2 separate regions of the Mus musculus genome follow, and region 1 is linked to region 2. A link is a contact called in public Hi-C data. All regions are on one chromosome and are shown on one strand. Each heading gives the region's core, a stretch centred on a gene start, on an enhancer-like site or on the middle of the called end of the contact. The rest is flanking DNA. Distances are from core to core; before and after follow the strand shown.

Evidence for each region. A called contact is a pair of places that touch in the nucleus more often than the background predicts.
Region 1: a contact with region 2 is called in a Hi-C map of cerebellum, with 1.9 times the contacts expected there. The contact joins the enhancer-like site here to the promoter of Btbd3 in region 2. A contact is called at or near these places in 5 of 484 Hi-C or Micro-C datasets (cerebellar granule neurons, cerebellum, cerebral cortex and 1 more) and 2 of 9 other capture datasets (adipose tissue and pancreatic islet).

What each region holds. Positions count from the first base shown.
Region 1 is chr2:138,401,098-138,408,535 of GRCm38.p6, reverse strand. No RefSeq gene overlaps it. Among named protein-coding and RNA genes, the nearest start is that of Btbd3, 130 kb to the right of the region's middle. Within about 2 kb of position 2,180, at least 46 of the 459 cell types and tissues checked have an H3K27ac peak or open chromatin away from gene starts, as enhancers often do. A contact at or near this core is called in cerebellum and cortical neurons, where this site is marked.
Region 2 is chr2:138,274,299-138,281,483 of GRCm38.p6, reverse strand. It overlaps Btbd3 (BTB (POZ) domain containing 3), which reads right to left and starts at 2,991. Exons shown (of 4, transcript NM_145534.2): 1 at 2,227-2,991; 2 at 1,645-1,735; 3 at 993-1,111. The coding sequence starts at 2,576.

The DNA.
Region 1 (7,438 bases), core at 931-3,430, 130 kb before region 2:
CACTCGCGTGGTTTCTCAGAACCATTCTTATAAATGAACCATTTATAAGATTTTATCTTTTCTCCAGCCCTGATCAGACTTAGCTCTGTGAGTAATGACCTAGAAGCTAATAGATAAATAATTGGTAATGTTGTATTGCTGCTTCCAACATGGCAGCTGCTAATGAAGAAGAGTAGTTAAGACAAAGCCTTTTTTTAGTGTAACCTGTAACTGTGAACCCCAGATCTCAGAGCTAGGAGGCTTCTTGAAGCAATGAGAAGGCAGGTTATTGAGTTACAAGGTAGCTGAAACATCTTGGGCAGGGACTCTGCACCAACTATCTCATGATTCCTATGCCAAATTTTCCACCTAATAAGATTTTGGGGGAAAGTGTACATGCCTATTTCTCATGTAAGACAGAGAAAAGGGTCTTGGATTCCTCTCTTTTCCCATCTGTTGTCAACACTGGGTATGATATAGGTGAAGCATGAGTGAAATATGCATTGGAAGGATTTCTTACTACCCCGTGTCTCGGAATGGTCTCCTGTTCTTGACTTCACTGACTTCATTTTCCACACCATCATCACTGAACCATCCAGACACATCCTCCCTGCATGCACACATAGCAGCATCTCTCAGGCTTAGCACCTTACATCACAGAACAGGTGGTTGGAATAGAATAATAAACCATGTTTCTGCATAATTGTTTCTGTTATGCATTCTTTATCAGAAACTTCTTACGTCAGAGACTATCTTGTCCTCATCAGCCCCCAGCACCCAATTCAATGCCTGCTCACAGTAGATCTGTGATGAAACTTTGTAGAATAAGTGAATTCACACAAGTATGGGGGATGGGAGGTTTTGAGAATCAGCTGGTGGCTTTCCCAAATCTCAAATATCTTATTGTTGGGTTACAGGATGACAAAAGGGTATTATTGCTCCCTTGTTTGTGAAACTCTTTATCTAACATTATTCCTCCATTTTGAACTCTCAGGTAGCTATGCCCTGCTTTTAGCTGAGGGTAAGAAATATTCTCAAGCTCTTGCATAAACTCCAGCACACTCCTGCAACAAACCTGAGTGAGATGAAATCCACCCACCTGGTAGTTTGGAAGACATTCAGAAAGGTATTTTCTTCATTTAGATCTCTCTCTCTCTCTCTCTCTCTCTCTCTCTCTCTCTCTGTGTGTGTGTGTGTGTGTGTGTGTCTGTGTCTGTGTGTGTCTGTCTGTGTGTTTGTGTGTGTGAATGTTTGACATACATGACATGGATAACATTGTAGAGTCAGTTCTCTCCTTCTACCTCCATATAGATTCTAGGGATCAAACTCATGTGATCAGGCTGGCTTCTCAAGTGCTTTTATCTTCCGAGCCATCTCTCTAACCCCACCGCACCCCTGTTGAAAAAACTATGTAAAGAAACAGGCAAGAAGACCTAGTTACTTTCCAAAAGTTCTCTTCAAACAAGGATATGAGCATGGTTTTCAATTTTGGCCAATGAAACCTGACCACAAATCTAGAGAGTAGTTAGGGTTAGAGAAAACTCTATTGCTGAAAAGATATTCAAGGGAGAGTCATTGTTCATTTATTCAGCTGGATGTTGCCATGGCTACATGTGATGCCTGAAACTCTAACAGCCAGCCTGTAATCATAACAAGAATCTAGTAAGGTAACAATGCAGGGCAGATGGAAGGATCCTTAATGACATCAGTGGGCCACTGCCCTATCTTTGGATGCACCTAATTCTAGATTTGTTGGTAAGTGATGCAGCACACATTCCCACTGTTCACTCACAGTGGGATTGTGGAGGTGCTTGCTTGTAGCTGAAATATCTTGATGCAACAGGGAATTTAATTGCCTTGACCAAGAAACTAGATTGCAGATAGCAAAATAAAGGGACTAACCTTAAAGCAGAAAAAAAAAGGAACATTGTGGGCCCATCATGGGTATCACATTATATCAAGAATAATGCAGAAAGTACCTCATTAAAGCTTCAGTATACTCTAGGAGAATGTTAGGGACGTTCTGTTTTATAAAAAGAACACACAGAAAGGTAAAGTAATTTGCCTAAGGTCAAATAGTAAATAGCAGTTTTAGAAACACCACTCATGTTGGTTCAATTGCAACAGAAAGGGGGACTTTGTGTGCCACGTGCAGACAGAGTGGGTGTTCCATTACCATTACGTCATCCTTTTGTCTGGCTGTGTGCCTCTGATCTTTTCCTGTGAACTGGATGTTGTAGGGAGACTGGGAGCATATGGAGAATGACGCGCTCAGAGAGAGAGCAAGAATGTGCACAGCAGTGACAGTGCTAAGGCTGAAAACACCCTGGGGACTTTGCATAAAACATGGAGCTGACCAGGGCAAACACAATTCTTGCTGAAAAAGGCATACATGAGCATGCACATTAGCAATATTTTTGCATTTATCAATGACAAGTGACTTGATTTATTTATGGCATAATTAAGGAAAACCTTTAACAATGAACTATATCTGGTTTGGGCTGGATTAAAAAGTATATACCTATTTACTTTTCTTAGACCTTAGAAGTTTCAATATTCCATAATTGTATTTCTAATGACAGAAGATTCATCTCAGCTCATTGTGTATGCATCACATGATTCACCACACATTTAGATTGGAGTAAATGAACTTGTTCATTATACATAGTCATCTTTTTGTTGTGCAATGTTTCCATTTTTGAAAGCCATGTAATCACTTCATTGTGGTGTTGGGAATTGTCATTATAGAATGCCTAAAATTTTCAAAGGATGCAATTTAGGGATTTTGATCTTATGGCATAAATATATGCCTGACACGTAATATGAAGAAACTTACTCCAGATGGCTGCTCAAAACAGATAAATCAAATTTCCCAGTAGTAACAAACTAAAACCTCAAATTCCGTTTTTTTTCCTTGATTAAAATAACCAGAACATCTATGTTAGTTAAATGTGCTAAATGTGAGAAAATTAGAGTTCTTGATTCTATTTTAAATTAGATTTTCTGGGCACTGTAGATGGTTTGAGGAGGGCAGAGTGGCTACTGTAGGTGAGTACCCTCCTTCCTGAGGAGGATCTGAGTTCAAATTCAGTTTCATCCTTGTTATACCAATTGATGTAGAAGTGCAGCCTGCTACAATTTCACAGGAACTGTCACAGTGCACCCCGACCTGACCCCCACTATGTAAATGCCAATGCCTTTCCACCCATCATCCCTTTCAGCTATACTTACAGGCATTTCCAACATGGGCAAAACCAGAACACTGTGGAAAGTGTTAATTAGAAAAGAAACACATCGCTTCAGCAAAACAGGTAAGCCTTGAAGTTAGAGACGGCCATGTTTCTTGAGCACACCTCCAATAGCCCTGTTTTGAGTGCATGCAGCACATCTCAGGTGCATTCACATGCAGCTGGGCTTTCTCCTCAGTTGCCAGCAACTGTACTCTATTCTGCAGCTAGTAAAGGCAAACCTCTTCTAAATAACCCCTTTGTGCACAGATTCGGAAGTCACGTCAATTGACGCAGTTCATGACCCAAATCTTCAACTCCTTGAGAGAGCTCCTTGAGAGACTCCCTTTAAAATAATACTTTTCATTTGCCATTCCCTATAACACGCAGGTGAGATCAACAGACACCTTCCTTTGCCCCCACCTATTTTATATGACCAATTTGCCTGGCCAAAGGGCTTCCATGAGCGCCTGAGATCTTCCAGTACCCATGTTACTGGGAGCTTGGATCACTTTCTGACCAATGAAAAGCAAAAGTGAAAGTACTGACCTCCAGAATAAAGGAGAGGAGATAGGAGATTAATGCAGATGAGGAGGCTAGACACAGGAAGAGGAATACAGGTAGTCAGTAAAAATTAAAACAAATATGCCCGTTCCAGCAGGGTTTGATTCTAAGGGTAGGACTAAGAATATATTTAATAAAACTATTTTACTTTGGAAATACTCGGTTTAAAAAGGCAAGTTTCTTCATATTTTGCTGCCTCTGATTATACGAAGAGATATTACGATAAAAATACAAAAGTGGATGTTCACAGTCATCTATAAGATGGAACACAGGGCCCCCCAAAGGAGAAGCTAGAGAAAGGAGGTGAAGGGGTCTGCAACCCTAGTGGTGGAAGAACAATATGAACTAACCAGTACCCCCAGAGCTTGTGTATCTAGCTGCATATGTAGCAGAAGATGGCCTAGTCTGCCATCATTGGGAAGAGAGGCCCCTTGGTATTACAAACTTTATATGTCCCAGTACAGTGGAATGCCAGGGCCAAGAAGTGGGAGTGGGTGGGTAGGGGAGCAGGGCGGAGGGAGGGTATAGGGAACTTTCAGAATAGCATTTGAAATTTGAAATGCATATAAAGAAAATATCTAATAAAAAAATACAGAAGTGTTCACAAACTCACCCAGCATTTCCTCCTATGTGGCTAAATTCTTTCCTTAGATGTGACAGTTCCACAAGACTGTGGCCACCCACCACAACCCACTGGGCCCCATTACTACAAAAATCTCGACTACATTCTTCTCATCAATCAATTATCTCAAATCAGAAACACTGGGGAGCACTTAAAACTCCCTGTTTATCGATAGCTTTAGTCAATGTCAAATTATACCATATGGCACTTAATGTATCCATTAATCCTCATATAGAATTATAAAACAAGGAACATATTCTATCAATTTCTCACATCCTATCTAATGGGTATTGTAATAGATGGCATGGATATTCTGCAGAGGAGGGGTCTATTCACCCACTGATGCTTGAAAAATGTCTGCCTGTGACTTTCATTAATGACTAACAAGGTTATGTTCAAACTCTCACACAATGAAAGAAGGCTATATGGTGTTTTTCTACAGAGATAACCTAAAACAAATCCACAGCACATTTGCAATGAATATACGATATAAAGACTCATAAGATAGCCTACAATAGCAATTCCAAAAGTAAATATGAGTGCTGTATCTCATCAAAAACATCTGCAGTGGACAACACAGGCCTTGGTACACCAGGGACATGCCTGACATTGTCATTTGCAACCCGTTATTCTTTCTTGCTGGTGTCTCTGCTGAGGTAAGTTCTTTCAACTGGGGGGAAAAAAAGCGAATGTGTGAGCTGCCTGGTTCCATGAAATCGGGCTGCACAGAGCCCCACCTGATATCCGGCTGAGATCCATTACCCGTTTTGGGGAACTTGCCATTATTAAAGAAAGGGGAGCTGTTATCACTGGGCAGTCATGCCTCTTATCTACACAGCAAGTCACTGGCTTAGCCACATTTTCTGCTAATTAAATTCACTGTGGGAGATTCCCAACGTGTGTCTCCATGGGAAATGGATCTGAAAATCTGGACGATGGCCCTAATTGCTTCTGGTAACCAGGTTATGAAACCAGCCCTGTCATACCTGAAGAAAACAGCTAGATAAGGGTGTCTAGATTTCAGACTATATGGGCTTCTGCAGCCTCCAGCAGGAAAAGCAAAAGCCAGACTCAGCTACAACTGGGCACATTCTGAACAAGGCCTGTCATTTTGTGCTTTTTAATCACATATCCAGGGGATGCAGCAAAAAGGAAACTAAGAAGAGGCACAGTGGGGAATGAGCAGATTCTGTTTGCTGAGATCTCTCAGGCCTGGACCTCAGCAAGCTACCCAAAGTGCAGTCAACACACCAACAGGCTCACCATCACCTGGAACCTTGTCCGAAGTTCAGACTCACAGGTCCTGCCTCAGCAGCCCTTGACCAGAATAACTGGAGGAGTGGAGCCCAGGAATCTGAGATGGAGTGGCATGACTTTCACTGATTCTAAGGTCCATTAAAACTTAAGAAGGCCTGGCTTCAAGGGTACAGGTGACACAAGGGCACAATAGTGAAGGTAGGTGACTCTGTCATAGAGTCTGCCATTAGGGAGACCTGTAGCCTCTGTTGCCTCAGTTTCTCATTGTTTTGGTTAGCATATGCTCTCTAATACCACTCCAAAGCTTAGCATCTTAATTCAACAATGGTTCCATGGGTTGGCTGGACTCAGGAAGTTTTCACTATTGTGCTTGTAAGGCAGATAGTGGCATAAGATTGAGTCCCAGGAATAAGTGACTTGACTAGACAGTAGACATCCAATATGGCTACTGTATTCCCAAGCCCAGTATTTGAACTGTAACAGCTGTCAAGGCATCCCTCTTTCTCACAGATACCCCATGTATCTGGTAGAAGCTACCTCATAGCACGGGCATTCCTCTTATTCAATGCCTGATCTTCTCTAGAGTATAAACTCTAAGAGGACTGAACAGGAGCTGGGTCATTTTAGGGTTCGTGTATGATTTATGACAACCCTACTTCCATCACACTTTCTGACTGAATGGTAAGTCATAGGGACAAGCCAGGCTCAAGGAGAGAGTCCTACATAATCTTGGAGGAGATCATTTTTATAGAGCAGCTGCCATACTTATAAAGTTAAGGAGACCTATATCCCTTAAAAGCCTTCATGGTTGTTATATCCTCTGATTCTCTGATGAAGGACGTCCATTTCATCTATCTTGCAGAGGCCCATCTCTCTAGGCTATCACCATTGCTCATTTAGCACTAAGAACATGCAATCTCGCATTGTGATTTACCTTCTAAATGTAGTTACTCTGACTTCCAAACTTGACTATAAGATCCTCAAGGCCTTTATGCCTCCTTGAAACTCCGTTACCTGATGCGGTGAAGTATACATCATGCTAGACTTGCAATGAAGATGTGATGATGACAGTGATTATATATAATGCTACTGCTGCTGGCGATGATGATAATGATGATGGTGGTGGTGGTGGTGGTGGTCAGAATAGAATCACCAATTTTAAATCATCCTGTCAACTTGAATGAGTACAGAGCAACCATTTGCAGCGTTGAAAAATAATGCTAAAGCTTTTTATAATTTTCCACATATCTTTTTCAGGCAGACTTCTTATGGCAGGCAAAAATAGGGCTGGGAAATTTATTTTCTACTATGTTTTATTTGCTTCATATAAATGTGTATCTGTTTTTATTTTTCTCTATTATGATTTTCTTTTCCACTTCCTCCATTGTCCTTCCTTTCTAGATTCTTCCTTCCTTTTTCACAAGGCAGAACGGACTGTGCCCTGTAATCATTAAACAACTTCATGTCTTCCAATTATGTTGTGTGTGTGTGTGTGTGTTTGTATGTGAACTTAGCATGGCCACATAGCTACACAGCTGAATGTGGTCAGTAACCCTCATCTGTTCCATCTTTACTTTGATGCCATCTTACAAACTCCTATAACAAACTGAAGGTGACAAAGCCACTGCGAAGCTCTGACATTGTATACTTGTGAATTAAAAGTCAGTGTATCTGAGTCATCACATAGAACAGAGCCATCCAACAACAACTATTCCCATTGATTGAACAAGAAGCAAATCTCTACTGTAGGGAGACATTGAATTTGAGGTTTTATTGTAGTAGCTAAATC
Region 2 (7,185 bases), core at 1,742-4,241:
TAGGCTTCAATGTCATTACAGGACCAGGGAATTACATACTTAAAAACTCTGAAACGGACTAGAACTTATTTTTCAGTAAGCAGTAAATAAAAAATAATGATTGTTTTAAAAATTGTAAGAATATTGTCAAACTTTTTGACCCACTTGGCAATTTTTCTTCAAAAACATTGTTTTTTAAATTTATTCCGATGAAATGAAATTCCCAGATCAAAATATAGCCTTGAACAGTTAAGAAAAACCTTATAAATACAACTTATAATAACTAGGCTTAATCTCACTGTTTAGCATTAGACCCTGGTAAAGATGATTCCCAGGACCCGATTAACATGCAGTAGAGTCTGTAAAGTATCTATAAGATATGAAAAATTTTAAGTAAATATGTGACTACCCCAATCTTTTTTACGTTTTTATATTACTAATTTAAAATTGCTTGTATTAATCTACAGACAACTATAGGAAACAATCCCTTCAAAAATCTCTTCATCAAAAATTTGCATGTCCAATTTTGTGGGTAAAATATATGTAGTCAAAGATGAGATACTAAGTTCCACTTCTGGTGGCATTAGACAACACAGAAGGCATGTGTCGTCCTAGTGTTGCTAGCTAAACAAGGTACATCACTGCTCTCATTGTGAAGTAAAGGTCTATTTCTCTGAAGCCTCCTTAAAGTGTCCTGCTTTCAGAAGGAGAACATCCCTATTAAACAGTGTTTATTCCAGAAAGCTATTTTTCTTTTAAAATGTCCCTAAAAGCAGCTCACCACGTGAGCTCTTTGCCCCTAGGCTCTAGGCTAAGGAATGGCTCTAACTGCCTGCGACATTCCATAGGACTTCCCCGAGCACAGAAGAGCGGTTCTAAGACCATTTACAAGGCAAGCAGCACCCCCTCTCTTTAGAATCTCTCGCTTACAGGAAACTCAGATCTGACTGAGAGGCCAGCAGAGCAGGAACACAGCACAAGAAACTCTTTCCAAACACACACATCATGCTTACTTCAGCATGGCGAGGAAGGCAGCAGGTTCGACGTCTGGGATTCGGATTTCATCTTTGTCCTCAGCGAGTTCTCCGTAAAACATTGCATGGAACACTGAGCTCCCGACAGCGAGGACGTACTGTGGAGAAAGGGAGAGCTCCCTTCACACACTACACTGAAAGCATTTGCAGAGTCAATCCCCAAAACCACTAGCCACTGAGGGCCGGGGGCACGTAAGGTACATAGCCCACCGTCGTAAACAGCCAGGCTATGGTGCACTGGACAGGGAGCATGAGACTGTCACACAAAGTGGGCTCTCCATCAATATCTCAAAGCTTTGACATTAATATACACCCCCACCCCACTGGGAAATAAATCAAACCATGGGCTCTTTATCGGATTTCTATAGGTACAGTAAACAGAGGACTTTCCAAGCCAGTTACAACATTTCCTAGCCCTGGAGAGTGAGAAGCGCACATTTCTGGGTGATATATACAACCGTGTAGAAGGAAACAAAGACAAAATGAAGTGTGGCCAAAGGTCTATATTCTCTGTAACTGGGCGAACCATGCAGTGGCTGCCGGCGGGCTGCCTGCCCACACCAAGCTCTGTGCTGACAGGGTCCCTCTATGTAAATCTCAGGACTAAACCGGTAATGCAGCTGTTGCTTACTTTGTGTCCTGGCAACCGCTGAGTCCCACCTGGTGGCCCAACCACAAAATGTACGTCTGCCATCAAGTCATTATTGAACATCACCGCATTTCTACAAACAAGAGGCGAGTCATTAATTCACAACAGCCTGTATTCTTAGCAGCCCTTTCCCCAACATGCAAAACTTCAGAGTTAAGCTAAGCAACAACAGCTCAGCGTTCCACTCCCAGCTAAAGAGCATACAAAGGGTCCAGCCACACCACTGCCTGAAACCACTGCAGACACATGGCAAGGAACTCAAGTTTTAAAAGTTAACTAAACTTTTACAGGGCTTAGGACAAATGAAGGGTTTCCTGTCTCTGTGCTCCACAGACACAAAGCTGCTGCTTAAATGTTACAGCTTGCAAAAATATTTTTATCTAAGAGGAAAACAGCTGTACTGCTTTGGAAAAGATACAAGGCAGCTTTCCATTACCAGTAGAGCCTCTGGGGAAGAGGAGCAGGGATTCGTGGTAAACTGCATTACAGTCATGAAAAAGCAGAGACTTCACCACCGGCAAACTTTGAGAGTAAACACGCTAGCCTGCCAGCAAGGGCGCTTACCTTTCTCGGATGGTGGGATAAAGACCCTGCCAGTTGGGGGCCGGGATGAGGTTGTTGTTACAGAGGTTGTGCTGGTGTTGCTGCTGGACAGTGGTGCTGCTGGAGTTGGCTGGCTTCTTACGGGGGAATATATCAGCAGCCATCTTCTTCTTCTTTTTAGTCTTCAAGGTAATTATTTCATAACAAACTGGGGGCAACTTGCTGCTCCCACTGCCAACGCTGCCGCCGCCGCCGCCGCCACCGCTGCTGTTGGCTTTCTTTGAACCTTTTTTGGACCTGTTCTTTACTGTCTCTGGAAGCATCAAGAAGAAGGTGAGACATTTCATGTTCTTTTCTTTATCATCTACCATGAGTACAGGATGTCTCTCTTTAGAGCTAGATCTCGCAAAACTGCTCAAACATCAAGGCAAAGAGGCTAGCCGGAGCTAAGATGTTAACAGAGACCGGCAGGCTGCTTTCTTCCTGCTTTTCCCAGCCAGGCAAGGTGACCTTTTCACTATGTTGAAGAGAAACTGGCTTTAAGTTTTATCCAGGACCGGATCTGTTAAATACATTCCCATCATGATTCCTGGTTTTCTTACTTGCGCATAAAACCAGCCGTTCTCTGGATCACCTGCAAAGCTGAGCAAAGGAGGCAGGCAGAGAGAGAGCTGAGGCGCTTGCTTTCTGAATTAGGTTAGCAAGATGTGGCGAGCCCAGCGAGTCAGTACGGCCGCGGCCGGCCGGTGAAGTTGTGTGGTGAATGGATCGGGAGAGGAGAGTAGGTATTACAGCCCTGCAGACGGAGTCAGACAGCCAGAGCTCCGAGCCAATAGCTGAAGCCACCAATCAGGATTGGATGAAGCCAAACAGTGACACCTATTGTAGCATGCACAGCTCTGATATTAAAGGAGCAGCAGTTACATTCTCTTTTCTACTGTATATTTAATTAAGATAAACAGCAAATGAAAGACATTTGCAAACAGGAAGGGAGGGGTTTATTTCTCTTTAGTACAGGAACATTTTCATTTCAACCAAAACAAGCAAAAGCCATTAACAAAGAATGGGAACACATATGTCTAATCTCTCTTCCTGGCAACAATCTTCCTCCTAGCAGCATTTACTTGCAAGTATTTTGAACAGGATCTCCTAGACTATAAAGCCAAAGGGAACCAACGTACTGAAATTAAACCAAACACATTTAAGCCCAGCCACGGCAGGGGAGGGGAGGGGTCTTTTTTTAGTCTCTGGATGTTTTGCTAAGGCTCTGCATTTAGCTTGCTTCCAATGTTTTCTAGCTCGGCACTGATTTTGGACCTGTGTCCCAGGTCACAAAACACAGTTAATTACGATGAGCTTCCACCAGCACACTTAGCTGTACTCAAGCATAAGGCAGACTGTAGATATGACAATAGCATTCATTCAAATGAGACAACTCTGATAATTAGTGCTTAAACCCTGTGATTCACTGCAGATAAGTCAGATAGGGCACTGCTCAGGATCTCAAAATCCAACTCAACTCTTAAGGCTACATTTAATCTTGTCATACAAATTTTAAAGAATCCGTAAGCTCTAGCACAGCACCAGTAGAAGGGCTATTTAAAATGATCAAAGTCTCCTATTAACTAGTTAAAAGGCAAAAGATCTCTTTGCTTTAGATGAGAATAAGGCTTCCCCGGCAGCTGCCAGTAAAACAGCATCTACTGGAGCTTCATAGTTTGTAAAGGCAGACTAATGACTAGAGTGACTCCCGCCCCATCTATGGGATTACTCGGGTTTGTTCAAAGTAGAGAGGCTATCTGCTGCCTCTGGTCCCTGATCCTTCAGAGTCCTAGCCCTGTGTGCTATGTAACATTCGCCTGCATGGAGACTCCTCAGCAAATGAGAACACTGTTACTATAACTAACAGTATTGCATACCAGAATAAATTTTTAAATCCCCTAGCATCTTAGTCCTAAATCATTCCAAAGGCGTTCCTTTGTATTGTCATTATTTAAAGCCATTTGAAAGCCTCTGCGAGCACAGAGTATGAGACACAGGCAAGGTTACCTATCCCCATTGTTGATGGAACCAAGTTGCTGCTTATTTATGACAATTATTGTATTCTAGACTGCAGGGCTAAGACACTGCACATCAATACCCTTGCAAATCACCTTCAGCTGTACTTTGAGGATAATGTTAGAGATATGATAACCTGTTATATGATAACCTGTTGGAAAGCATCTAGAAGGCCAGGGAGTGAGTAAAGAACTTGTAATACAAGAATGGAAACCAGTGTTTGGATCCCCAGCACAGGAAGGAAGGAAGGAAGGAAGGAAGGAAGGAAGGAAGGAAGGAAGGAAGGAAGGCGAAGCCCAGCCCAGCAGCCTGTACCTATAACCCTAACTCTAGCAGTAGGTAAGGGTTATTAGTAAGGCCTTGGTAGCCAGTTAGCCTTAGCTCATTGGTGAGCTACAGATAAATGAATAGACTTTGTCTCAAAAAATAACAGAGAGCAGTGGAAGGTCAACCTCTGCCTCCCACCACACACACACACAAACTCGTGCACGTCTATATACATTACATATATACATCACACACCACACAAACATACAGATACAAACATCCACACCCACTACACTCACATATCACACCACATACAAACATCCCACATATCATACACATAACACACAAACACCTATGCCCAACATACACACACACTCTCATAGAGAGACAGGCAGGCAGGCAGACAGACAGACAGACAGACTCTCACTCACCCGCACAGAACACCGAGGAAAAGGCACTAAGAAAACCAGTAGCCCCTGAGTAAGCTGCCTACCAGGAACAGACGGCCTCTCTACTGGCTGCTCAAGTTCTCAATCATACCTGTCTGCAAAGCCCTTCTGATAAGAGGCACTTCTGAGCATAAATCCCAAACATATTTCTAACAGACCCCGTATCTGGCTTCTCAGGTCAGAACTAATCAATTAGAATGGAAGAGGAAACCAGCTGTTTTGAGGCCATCATTATTAACTGGCAACAGAAGAAGACTAAACAGAAGAAGCAAAAGAACAACATGTAAGGATTTGTCTTTACTTATCTTACATAAGGCTATGGCTAACACCACAAAAAGCCTCCAAAACTACAGCTTCTGCATCACTAAGGAGAAGAGGGAAAGTGCATGTAGTAGTTTGAGAAAGGAAATTACATAAGGCTTTAGAAAACCCTCTTTTGAGCCTAAAGAACCCAGGTATTTGGAAAGAACAAGCTTTGTAGAAAAGCTTGAAAAATGAAAAGTAAGAGAAGGAGAACTGAGTTCTATGGACGCCCTAGAACAGTGCTTGCTGTAGAAGGCCACTCTTGGCTGGTTAGGTGGCTGTTAAAAGATACACACACACACACACACACACACACACACACACACACACACACACTCAGAGCTGCCTCTCCTCCTCTGAAGACATGCCACACACTGCTGCTAAACCTGCAGTCCCAGGGCCAAAAGCAGCATGTCCCAGGAGCCTTCAGGGAATTTGGAATCATAAGATTCGGGATCACAACTGCATTTTCACAAGTTTTCCACAGTGTGCACAGCACTGAGTTTGAGAAAGACTTCCCCAAAGATCCGGGTTCTAGGCCTGCCAACATAGTATCTTCAAACAGATGCCCAAACAACTCAAGATAATTTATTCTAGTTTGAACCAAGAATTTAACCTCTCCTATCTTGTTCTAAAATTCTTCTGTTCTGAGTAATGGCACCATTCTAAGATCCAGGTGAGCGGCCAGGCAAGTCAGAGTCTATAGTGTAAGGTTGTCTGGAAGAGATCTAGTCCAGATCCTCAGATGTAAACAGCAGGTTTCAAAAATACCAAGCAGATGAAACAGCCAACCCTTAAATAATCAACTCCCTAATTCTGTCTCAGAAAGCTAGCTGTGCACACTGGCATCAGCAGCAACCAAGAAACTGTTCCATTTTGGCTAAGCCACTTAACTGCCAGAGCACGGGAAGGGGGCTCTGAAATCCAATCAGTCTCTAAGGGACCCAGTTTTCTCAGCTGAACAGTGAGGTTTGTTTGGAAAAGCGTTTCTCCAACCAACGATGCTTAATCCAGTTAGAATCATATTTTATATTCTGACTTAGAGCAGAGCATACATATAAGAGTTGAAAATATAAAGTTCAAGCTGATTTTTTTCTATTTTATTCTTTATGTTTTGATGTTGCTCTTGATACAGTCAAGCCTTTTAAAGACTGATTTGAGAAAGTGAATTATTTTCTGGGGTACTTAAAGCTTTATATCCAGGGCTCCTTCCCATCAATAACTGAAGACTAGGGACTTTCAGAAAGAAAAGATGGTTAGATCCCATGTACTTAACAGAGTGCTCACGAAATCCACCAAACTGCATGCATGTGCGGATGATGTTTCTGGAAGGACAACAGCTGTCAGCTGCCTTTCAGAGTAATGCATAACCCAAGATACAGGAAAACAGAGCCACGGCCCTTTAAGGTACTTCCTCATGCTGTGGTGACCCCAACCTACAAGTATTTCCATTGCTACTTCATAACTGTGATTTCACAACTGTTGTGAATCTTCATGTGAAATCTGTGCTTTCCAATGGTCTCAGGCAACCCCTGTGAAAGGGTCATCCAATTCTCAAAGGGGTCATGGCAGGTTGAAAATAACACCAGTAAAATGTTATGAGGGAAAACCAAACAAGCTAGCATGAATCCCTACATATGTGTACTCTGCTTCTGTTTCTACTTTGCTACATTAAATACGTTACACCCCCTCATATAGATATAAACAGAATCTCATCTACTTACTCTCCAATCCAGACACAGCACCAACAGTTTGGAAAACTCATCGACAACCTCGTCACTACTAGCATTGTTTCACTTGCTCCAAGACTTTCTCATTTGTAGAGCATTTTTGAGTCATAGTTAATCTCCCTTAGTGAGGTAACTAGGTCAAGAAGCCCTCCAACCTTTAAAGAAAGCATTTC